2 separate regions of the Bombyx mori genome follow, and region 2 is linked to region 1. Evidence: chromatin contacts called from public Hi-C data. All regions are on one chromosome and are shown on one strand. The core of a region is the stretch at or near the end of the contact, and the rest is flanking DNA. Distances in the headings are between cores, read along the strand shown. Region 1 overlaps LOC101737170 (tripartite motif-containing protein 2). Region 2 overlaps LOC101737318 (transducin beta-like protein 2).

What was found. Hi-C and Micro-C count contacts between places; a contact is called where the count stands out from the background.
Region 2: a contact with region 1 is called in a Hi-C map of midgut, with 1.9 times the contacts expected there. The contact joins two enhancer-like sites. A contact is called at or near these places in 2 of 7 Hi-C or Micro-C datasets (midgut and whole pupa).

The regions. Positions count from the first base shown.
Region 1 is chr8:8,600,288-8,605,787 of ASM3026992v2, reverse strand. It overlaps LOC101737170 (tripartite motif-containing protein 2), which reads right to left. Exons shown (of 13, transcript XM_004932073.5): 8 at 4,554-4,639; 9 at 4,070-4,228; 10 at 2,594-2,726; 11 at 1,613-1,866; 12 at 1-794. The coding sequence ends at 1,616. Among protein-coding and RNA genes, the nearest start is that of LOC101737170, 17 kb to the right of the region's middle. Within about 2 kb of position 1,782, at least 4 of the 8 cell types and tissues checked have open chromatin away from gene starts, as enhancers often do.
Region 2 is chr8:8,671,938-8,676,783 of ASM3026992v2, reverse strand. The region is part of intron 2 of LOC101737318 (transducin beta-like protein 2); the gene reads left to right. Among protein-coding and RNA genes, the nearest start is that of LOC101737318, 20 kb to the left of the region's middle. Within about 2 kb of position 1,648, at least 7 of the 8 cell types and tissues checked have open chromatin away from gene starts, as enhancers often do.

The sequences.
Region 1 (5,500 bases), core at 533-3,032:
GCCAAATTAAAATAACGAAAAAAAATCAGTCGCGTTTTCAAACTACTACTATCGACAGTTAACTAAAAAATACACAATAGCAAGAAATAAATACTGTAAGTACTAAAATTAATCGTGTACTATGCGATCAAAACAAAGATAAGCCAATGACCTCTGAGGGACGAGCACGAATGACTATCGATAAAGTATCGCTATCGATAAAATCGAGTATAGGGTTTAAACAGCGCCCCTACTGTCCGTAAATAGAACTAATTTCAGCAGCACGAATGAATTTAATTACTTTAGTTTCGCAACCAAGTTGTCACGTTCTCGAAACTCGAAACTTATAATCGAGAGCATGAAAATTGTTTTGACATACGGTAACGTCAATCTCGAAGGCTGACTATCGATACATTTATATTACGAATTCGATAGATTTTCGTGCTTGTAAAATTAATATTACTTCACATAGGAAAGTTCCTAGATGAACTGCTGCTTAGTTGAAACATGTGAAAGAAACTTTATTAAATCTGTGTTTGAGTTAAATAATTATACCAAAGTTAGTTTTTTTTTTGTAGTTTGAAAACCGGTCAATGCCATTCTTAGCTTGATCGCGTAGTATAGCGTAAGTTAGCGACCTGTAGTTAGTGCAGGTCGACTAAGGACTTTGGTGCAAGTGCTAAGTTCTGCGCCTTTCATTTGGCGCATATACATATGGCCGACATTACTATCGTTTCTCGATGCGTTTATGGACTAGCATGAAATTCGTTCGATGGTCATCTTACCAGCGTGACCCGGCTCATTCGAGAGGTCATCTGAAACAATAACCAATTAATTTTTATTTGCCTCAAATTAATGGGAGTTAGTAATAACAAGTTTAAAAGCATATTACATTGTATAACATGTTTGAAAATAAATAAATATAAGTAAATATAGGTATCATGTAGCTTGTTGACTATTTTTTAATGTTAATTGTGTTTTGGTGTGCAATAAAATTTAATTACGTTTTTATACAATTTACTGTTACCAATTAATTAAAATTTAACAAACCACTAGCAGCACTAGTTACGATTGGAATAAGTTATAGTAATGAGTATCTACTGTCTGAAATCAGACTCGATATTATATACCATATTTTATCCATGAGTTTTGAAATAATAGGAGACTGAATTATGCAAGGAATAGCGAGATGTTTCCGTCTATGTCTTTTGTGAACCAATCATACGTTCCAGTTGAAAGGTAGGACAAATCGTTATTCGGACCATAACTTCATCTCTCAAGGTAGGCACAGAAATTTACTTGTGGTCTGTACCGTCTCTGATAGGTGTTAGGTGTGACTAGGGATAAGACGTCCGGTGCATTCGTTGAGCGATGTACCGGTGTTGGAATCCCAGGCGGATACTAATTTTTCTAATGAAATACGTACTCAACAAATGTTCACGATTGACTTCCACGGTGAAGGAATAACATCGTGTAATAAAAATCAAACCCACAAAATTATAATTTACGTAATTACTGGCGGTAGGACCTCATGTGAGTGAGTGTGAGTGAGATGATTTCAAATAATTATAAGTCGTATTACGACTATTGCGGGCGACTACTAGTTAGTATAGATAACAAGCTAATTAGTCACCTTTCACCAGTAAGTGTGCAGTCTTAAGCAGTCTCCCGCCAGGTCGGCTAGCAGCACCTTCTTGTTGGGCAGCAGCGCGATGCCGGCGACCCTCCGCGGCTTCTTGTCGAGGAGCTCGCAGGCCGCCAGCGTCTTCCCGCCGCCCCCCGCCTCCAGCACCACGAGGGCGGCCCGCCCGCGCACCGAGCGAGCGCACACGATGTGCTTGCCGCTGCCGGTCTCGTCTATAGCCACCCCACCGTACACCCCTCGACCTGTAAATGAATAGAGATGTCCGTATTTTGATTATCCAATTATTATTTTTTATTTTTTGTGTTGCTTAAATGTGTGGACGAGCTAACAACTCACCTGCTGTTAGGTGGTTACTGGAGCCTATAGACATGCAACGTAAATGCCGCCACCTTGAGATATGAATTCTAAGGTCTGTTTTTTTTCCTACCTAAACTGATAGCCTTGAGAGGCTATTTCAGCGTAACCTTAACTAGTAGGTGAGCTCACGGCTCAAACCGGAGTGACGTCTCAGTATAGTTAAAGCGGCTGCTCCACCCTTCAAACCGAAACGCATTACTGCTTCACGGCAGAAATAGGCAGGGTGGTGGTACTACTACCCGTGCGGATTCACAAGAGGTCCTACCACCAGTAATTACACAAATTATAAGTTTGAGAGTTTGATTTTTATTACACGATGTTTTATACCTTCACCGTGGAAGTCAACCGTGAACAATTGTGAAGTACGTATTTCATTAAAAAAATTGGTACCCGGCTGCGGGATACGAACAATGGTGCATCGATACAAACAAATGCACCGGACGTCTTATCCTTTAGGCCACGACGACTACATAATTCGACACACCCGAACTGGCGACGTGAAGAACCGCAGTTTAAGCAAAATATATTAATATCGTTATAACCGACATCTACAACTTTGTCTAATTTAAATTTTGAGTACAGTCGTCTTTATTATAAACGAATTTGATTTACCTTTGGGGACGGGGGCCAATGTGTTTTTGAGATTTCCTTCAGAATCGTAGATCCGCACCGCCACGTCAGCTATGATGATGAGGTCTTCGGATAAAGCTAGACCACCCACTAAGCCGAGATCACCGTTGCCTATCTGCAAATATGAAACCGTCAAACATTAAAAAAAAAACATAGATTTTCGATAAACAATATAGTGTATTAATGTTGATAAAATAATAGATCGAATAGATTATCTAAACAAAACCGATACAATGGAAGTGTGTCAACAAACTTCTATCGTACCATCTTTCAGATCGTATCTGTCTCTTTAATTTATCATTGATTTAATTTACTAAATAACTGATATTTTTTTAGTTGTAAATAAACTCAATTATGACATAGATATTGAAAAAGATTCATTCATATGATTACTTTATCCGATCCCTAAAACGTGTTCACGATAAACTTACATGATGAAGGAATAACATAAATATTAACCAGTAAGTTTATAAAAAACACTAGTAAATCAGGTCATGATTCGCTTTGCTCTGACTACGGCTAATTAAATGACGTTTCATACAATTAAAAAACATACATCGATTTCTTGAAACGTTCACGTGCCTTTTTTTGTGAAGGAAGGATTACTGTTGGTCCGAAGGCCTTTCCAGTTTCACCAGGATAGATGGGCGGCAAAGGCTCAGCCAGGAGGGGTGGGATTTGCTAACAACTACCCGAGCGCCTCCAAAGGAGATCTAACAGCTTACGGACAGTTGCTTCGCGGATGCATCTACTACCGGATCGAAATTGCGACCCGCTAAGATATGGCGAAAAACACAGCGACATCTATTAGATACCCAAACCGACCAACCAAACTTACACCGCCATCTATTAGAAACTTACAAACACACACAAACAAAACTAAATCTTTGCCATATTTTACATGAAAAATATAATTATACCAATATCAATATTGTATTTGTGATTTTGACATATCGTCTTTTCGCATTAAAAGTGTACAATTTCTAAACATATTCGAAATTGAGTTAATATTCGGAATCATTCGATATCACCAGTATTTTTTTTATAAATACTGTCAAAAGAGCGTAGTTTGGTTTTAGATTTTTTTTAGTTTACCTATACTTCGACTACTATTAATACATAATTTTATCTTTCTTTAAAAGATCGATAATGTAACTGGTAAAAACAAAAAAAAACAAAAAAAATATTTTGCAATGATAATTAATATTAAAAATATCATATGTTAAACCTTTAAAACACTCTCCTGTAAAATTTAGTAAGTTTTGAGATTGTACAGTTTTGATGCGAGAAGACGATATACAACACATTTTATACAAGTTCCGTCCTTGTCGTTCGCACGCAAGAAAATCCATTCCAAAGCATGTATTTGTGGTGAAGTTTTTTTTTTAACTATTCGCTAGTAGCTTGAGAGGATATATATAGAGACCCGGACGGGGTTGAAGCTATCAACAGACGTACTTCTCTTTCGATGTTTCCGTAGCGATCGAAGACGAAGACAGTTCTGGCGCCGTTGTCGGCGACGGCCAGACGTCGCGTCGCCACGTCGGCCGCCACGCACACCGGCTCCACCAGACGATCCGAACGAATCGTTCTTAGCGTCGTACCTTCTGTGTTCACCTGAAATTTATTGTGTCGTTATTATTGTAACATTTTTTTTATCCTACCTAAGCTGAGAGCATTGAGAGGTTATATCAGCGTAACCTTAACTAGTAGGTGAGCTCACGGGGCTCAAGCCTGACGACGTTGCTAAAACGAACCCTAGCAAGAGCAGTGCTTCGCAGAATCTACCACTGGATCGGAAACGCGACCCACTGAGAAGATCCGGCGAGAAATTCAGTGGACAAGTAATCGCCAACTAACTACAGCATATTTTTGAAAGCAGATTCTTCTATTTGAGCTAAATTAGTTTAATTTTTCAGATATAAATATAAATTTTGTTCACCTCCGTGATAGTGCGAGTCCTCCAATTGACGGCGGCCACGCCCTCCGCGGTCACAGCAATGCCGGTACAACTGCGACCCGCCAGTCCTGACAATAGTCTCAAAATTTATATGAGGTTGTGAGGTTGTATGGGACTTTCTTAGGTATTCGCAAGTCGTAGACACACTTAAAGAATCTTTCACAGTTTAATCATGGTTTTTCTTTTTTTTTATTGCCCTTGTAGGCAGACGAACATACGGCCCACCTGATGGTGAGTGGTTACCGTCGCCCATGGACTTCAGCAATGCCAGGGGCAGAGCCAAGCCGCTGCCTACCGCTTAATACTCCTACTAATACTATTTTCCTGTTCTTATCTTATTATTTCCGGCGTTTCGGATACTTTACAGCTTGTTAGGTTATATCAGGTTAATGAGTAACAGGGAGATCTTAAATACAGTAAAAGTTCATCTCACAAATTCTATTGTTTACGAATGTATCCTCATATTACTTAGTTACAAGATCATCAACTTTAAACTAATCTGATTTGTGGAATTTTTGAATAGTTAAATTGTTCAAAGAGAATTATTATTATTTTAGAATTATCATTCTAATTGCCTATACAACGTATTAAGGCGTGTAAGCATATCGTAAGAAATGGGGAATACCATGAAAAAGCGAAGAGCTTGAATTTGCTTTTTTTATTTATTGCCCCTGTAGGCGACGAGGATACGGCCACCTGATGGTGAGTGGTTACCATGGCCCATGGACTTCAGCAATTGGATTGGACGAAGATCACCAATGTAGAGCCGCAGTTTCACTTGGCAACAGATAGACAAGTTCGCACTATTAACCAGCCAAGTAAACCCCGTTTTTTGTTTTCCTTATAATAATTGACAGCTTTAAAATTAATTTTCTATTATTGCAGATGTTTTGGTGGGAACGCGAGGAGTTGTGTGATTTGTTTTATTT
Region 2 (4,846 bases), core at 399-2,898, 71 kb before region 1:
GTTATTATAATTTCTAGTTCGGAAAGAGGCGTGTGGTAGTGATATAATTCCGATGTCGGATGAAGTGATATAATGTATGCGCGCGACGCGGCGCCCCGGACTACTTTCTCTTGAATTCGGTCGCGAAAGTTGTCTCACGACGCACTTTCTACCTCTGCACTTGGGTTTGTTTTGTTTTGATATTATCGGCGTTATCCAATATTACACTTTTTTTTTTACTATGAAAACGTGCAAGTGACGCTCTCTGCAAATGTCACTTGGCGAAACACGATAATTAAATAAAGTTGGATTATCGTGAAATCGCTGTGGTATTTTATCGTTTTTGCACGATATTTGTTTTACGCATATTCGATAAAATAACGATTATTGGTGATTATTACTAAATATTAATAAAATATCAAATACATGCTCATTCGTTGAAACGACATGCCAGCCACAGCTACAGATATCGGACGTAAATCACGCAAAAGAATACTAGAAAACTCCACTGACGCATCAACAACTGTATCTAGAATTAAATCATAAGCGATGAACGCTCAGAAAACAAAGACAGTAGAAACTTTTTGATGTATTTATATACTTTTTTCGTGGTCGCCAATTTGTCATTGAAAACAAAGATTATTGTATAATCGTACTAAAAATAGGTCACGCAGTTTGAGTCATAGAAATCAATAAACTAAGTAGTAATATAATATTTATTCGTTTGTACATTTTAGCTATAAATTAATATAGGAAAGCCTAGGTGAAATGACTAGATAACATTCATAACATAACAAGCACAGGCTACTTTCACCGTTGGCACATTTGGCTTTGACTATTGACTATATTATCCAATCGAATAACGAACGCTATGAGATAGAAATTTCGTAATTCAACAAGGAAAGAAGCGTCTGGAAGTATTCCTCTCGACGGAACTCTGATTTTCATGACGTGAACTTTTAGTAGTATGTACTCTGCGATTCATCTATTTACCTACCTTATTGTGTAAAGTTCAAATCCGGGTATCGACCTTTAAAATTAAACCTCCATGTTCGAATTGTAACGGTGAATGGTTAATAAATAACTGAGCTAAGTAAATTACGTTTTAATATCGAAAAGAAATACATTAAATATATTTATACACGGATAATTTAAAAAAAAAAAAAAAAAAAAAGAGTTTGTTATTATTACTCGTTGATAGTGCCGTTATTTTTCTGAATCGTAGTAATTTACTATGTAAACACAATGTTGCGATTGTCTGGCGTTGTAGGTATTGTCGACCACGTGGTATTTGATTTGATTAAAATTGCGCATGCGCTTAAAACGAGCTATCACGACCACGTGCTCCTAATCGCAATAATATCGTACTACTATATTATTACCTATTCATTAATTTAGTGAACGCGCTTATGAGCTCAATGAACTTTTGTTCGTTCTATTGACATTACTAAGACGTATTTTTTTTTAATTTGCTTAACGTAAAAACATCACAATTAATTATGTTTTATTTATAATTAATTTATGAAGCAACTGGAAAACGCAAAACCTTTAAAATTAAATGCTTTTTCATTAATACTTCAAGACACTGCTCATACTGCTGCCATCTATTGATGTTTTAAAGCGACTTTTTAAGGTCGCAGTGATTATGTTAAGGCCGTTTAGCAAGATGGCGCCAGTTGTAAACATTACAATAGAAACATCTAAAATGAAATTGTTATTATTCTACAACAGTATAGTAGTACAGAATTATGTTTTGTTATAACATACTTTAATATATGATAGAAGACTATATGATAGAAATAGTATATGATAGAAGAGTATGGAAGGAGAAAATATGTAGCGCCGACCCCAGGTAACTGGGAGAAGGGCAGGATAATGATAAATAATGATACTTTATTAACAATAATACTATTAAATGCTGGAAGCCTGCACTGTCTATACTATTCTCTTATCTATTGTTGCTCCGAGATTTTTGTAGTTTTGAGTTCCGGTCTGAAAAGTTTCAATCCTCAATGATTCCAATTCTATTGAGAAGTTCCGAATTGAAGCCACAGCCCACTTTGGAATAAGGCTCAGGGCTACTAACTGACCTTCGTTAATGGTCTTGTACATCTCAGTGACCGCTTAACACATGGCGAAACGTGAGTTCGTCCCCCAATATAGGTCCGTAAAAACTAAAATCATGAACCGAAATTGAGAATTTATTAATTTACTCATAATAATGTTCCACAATTTGATTCCTCGCTCTATCTCTTAGTACAGTCAAAACAAAAATAACATGTTATATAAAAACCGTCTGAACAAAGGAAAAAAATTTGTCACAATTAACTAATTCAAGGATACCGGTATTGATCAAAACTAGGAAAAGAGTAAACGTAAGAGGCCTTTTGTCTCCAAAAACCGTTGACTGCGGAAGGCGTCTGTCGGCTCCAGCCTTGTGTCTTAAAACCTATTTAGTTTATTAAAATTTTCGAAATGTAGGTTAACATGAACGAATGTTAAATAAAAATGTAAAATTAACAAAAGAGGTATTTGTCCGTTCGAAGAATATTTGTAAAAAAATATTTACCTGAAGAACCGAATTCTTTACATACTTTTGTTTGGCAATGCTTTTGCTGTATTAATATGAAATAGCCCCTTAGGCTACCAGAGAATAGGAAAGAAAAAAGAAATACCAGTATTATATTGACTTTTTTGTCAGTTTTTTTGTCCGTCAGACTTTATTTGTAGATGCTGGTTTATATTTTATTAAGTTATATTGGAAAAAAAACTTTAATAATTAAAACTAGCGTTTATTTACATATTTTCAATTCACAATTTCGGAAGTTTTGGACAATTTGTATTCTCCGTAGTCACGAACGACTGACGTTATTCGTAGATAATTGATCGACTATTTCTATTATTCGCGACACCCGAAAAAATAAATTTTACTAAAATATGTTAGTTCAAATTTTTGTCCAGATTCGGTATGACTCCACTAAGCTTAACTGTACAAAACCCGACGGTTTGTTCGTTTGCGAATCACGAAATTATGTATATATGTATATCCGACTTATGCATGAAGCAATCATATCAAATATGGTAATGCTTGGGTCGGCGAATATTCAATGTCATTACCAATGAATCATAATGTGTGTAAACTACTTATTAAACAGCTTTTAATGCGCAGACAACTATGAAAAACACCGATGTATTTGTTTCAGTTCTACTAGGTATACGTAATACTATAAGGATGTGCGTGTTCTATAATAATATTATCATTTAATGATACATGTGATGATATAATATATGATGATATAATAATATCACAGCAGAGTTGAGGTTCGCTTCTATTTTTTTTACTTTTTCTTACCTAAGCTGATAGCCTTGAGCGGCTATGTCAGCGTAATCAGGCGAGTAGGTGAGCTCACGGGGTTCAAAACGGGGGATTTGCTAACACTGGCCCTAGCAAGAGCAGAGCTTCGCAGTATCTATTACCGGATCGGAAACGCGACCCACTGAGAAGATGCGGCGAGAAACTCAGTGGGCTGTATCTATGGTTTAATTTACTCGTCGAGCCCTTCGTTGCAAGCGACGGGTTCGGCGAGGACGGTGACCGGTGCTTGAGGTACCTAAAAGCACCTTTAATGGATCTGGAGGATCCGTAATGACGTGTTTAGGGAGGTTTGTACTATGCGTTCGAAATACGTTCCTTTGTCTATCCAGCTAATATGCAGAGGTTTATAGTATAGAAGTCGTTATTGTAAATATTGTGGTACATACCACCAAGCACCAAACGAGCAGTTCAAATAGAATTGCTAATAAAAATGCCTGACGTGTGACGATAGCTGATTTTATATATGACATGTAATCCCTGATCTTCATGCTTCAAAATAAAGCATTGTATTTACTAAAAGTATAACTTTCAATGATTCATATTAATAAATACATTCTTAAATCAACATTTTTTTCGGATGCATCAATGACGTAATTCAGTCTGTTTTAAAATATTATAGTAATTTAGCTAGCCTTTTTGCAGTATGTTTAGGAAAACGATACTGCATGATGCATTACGAAATAGGACTGCCTATTGTGTTCATTTTCCTACTAGTTCCATATAAAACTAATTTCATTGAACTACTTACATTGAGATTTGAATAGAATCTTTACTGGTGGTAGGACCTCTTGTGAGTCCGCGCCGGTAGGCACCACCGCCCTGCCTATTTCTGCCGTGAAGCAGTAATGGGTTTCGGTTTGAAGGGTAGGGCAGCCGTTGTAACTATACTGAGATCTTAGAACTTATATCTCAAGGTGGGTGGCGCATTTACGTTGTAGATATACATGGGCTCCAGTAACCACTGAACACCAGGTGGGCTGTGAGCTCGTCCAGCCATCTAAGCAACAAAAAAAAAAAAAAACGAAATTAAAATAACCCTCCATGAAGCAATAAACGTATCTTGTCGTTTGCAGTCTAAAGTTTGAAATGAAAGTATTGATTTTTGATCATTACATTTTATTCTTTAACCAGATAACCTTAACCTGATAAATTTTCATTTTAAAAACGCTATATTTTTTAGAATTTCGTTTAATACCACGAACATCAATGGAATTCAAATAAATGCACCAACAATCAAATGGAATTAAGATACAAATAGACAATTTTTTATTATTATTTTGCAATTGTTATCATTAATCGTATTCGATGCTTAAGAGATACATATTATTTTAATTACAGTAGTTATTTAATGACTTACCACACTTTTTTTATCTTAATGACCTACTTATAGTTAACGATTGTTAATTAATACGTGAAAATGGACATTAACGGCTATCTTTAGCGCGGACATTAAAAGGTAGGGAATAAAACTTTAAGAAATCTAACGGTTCC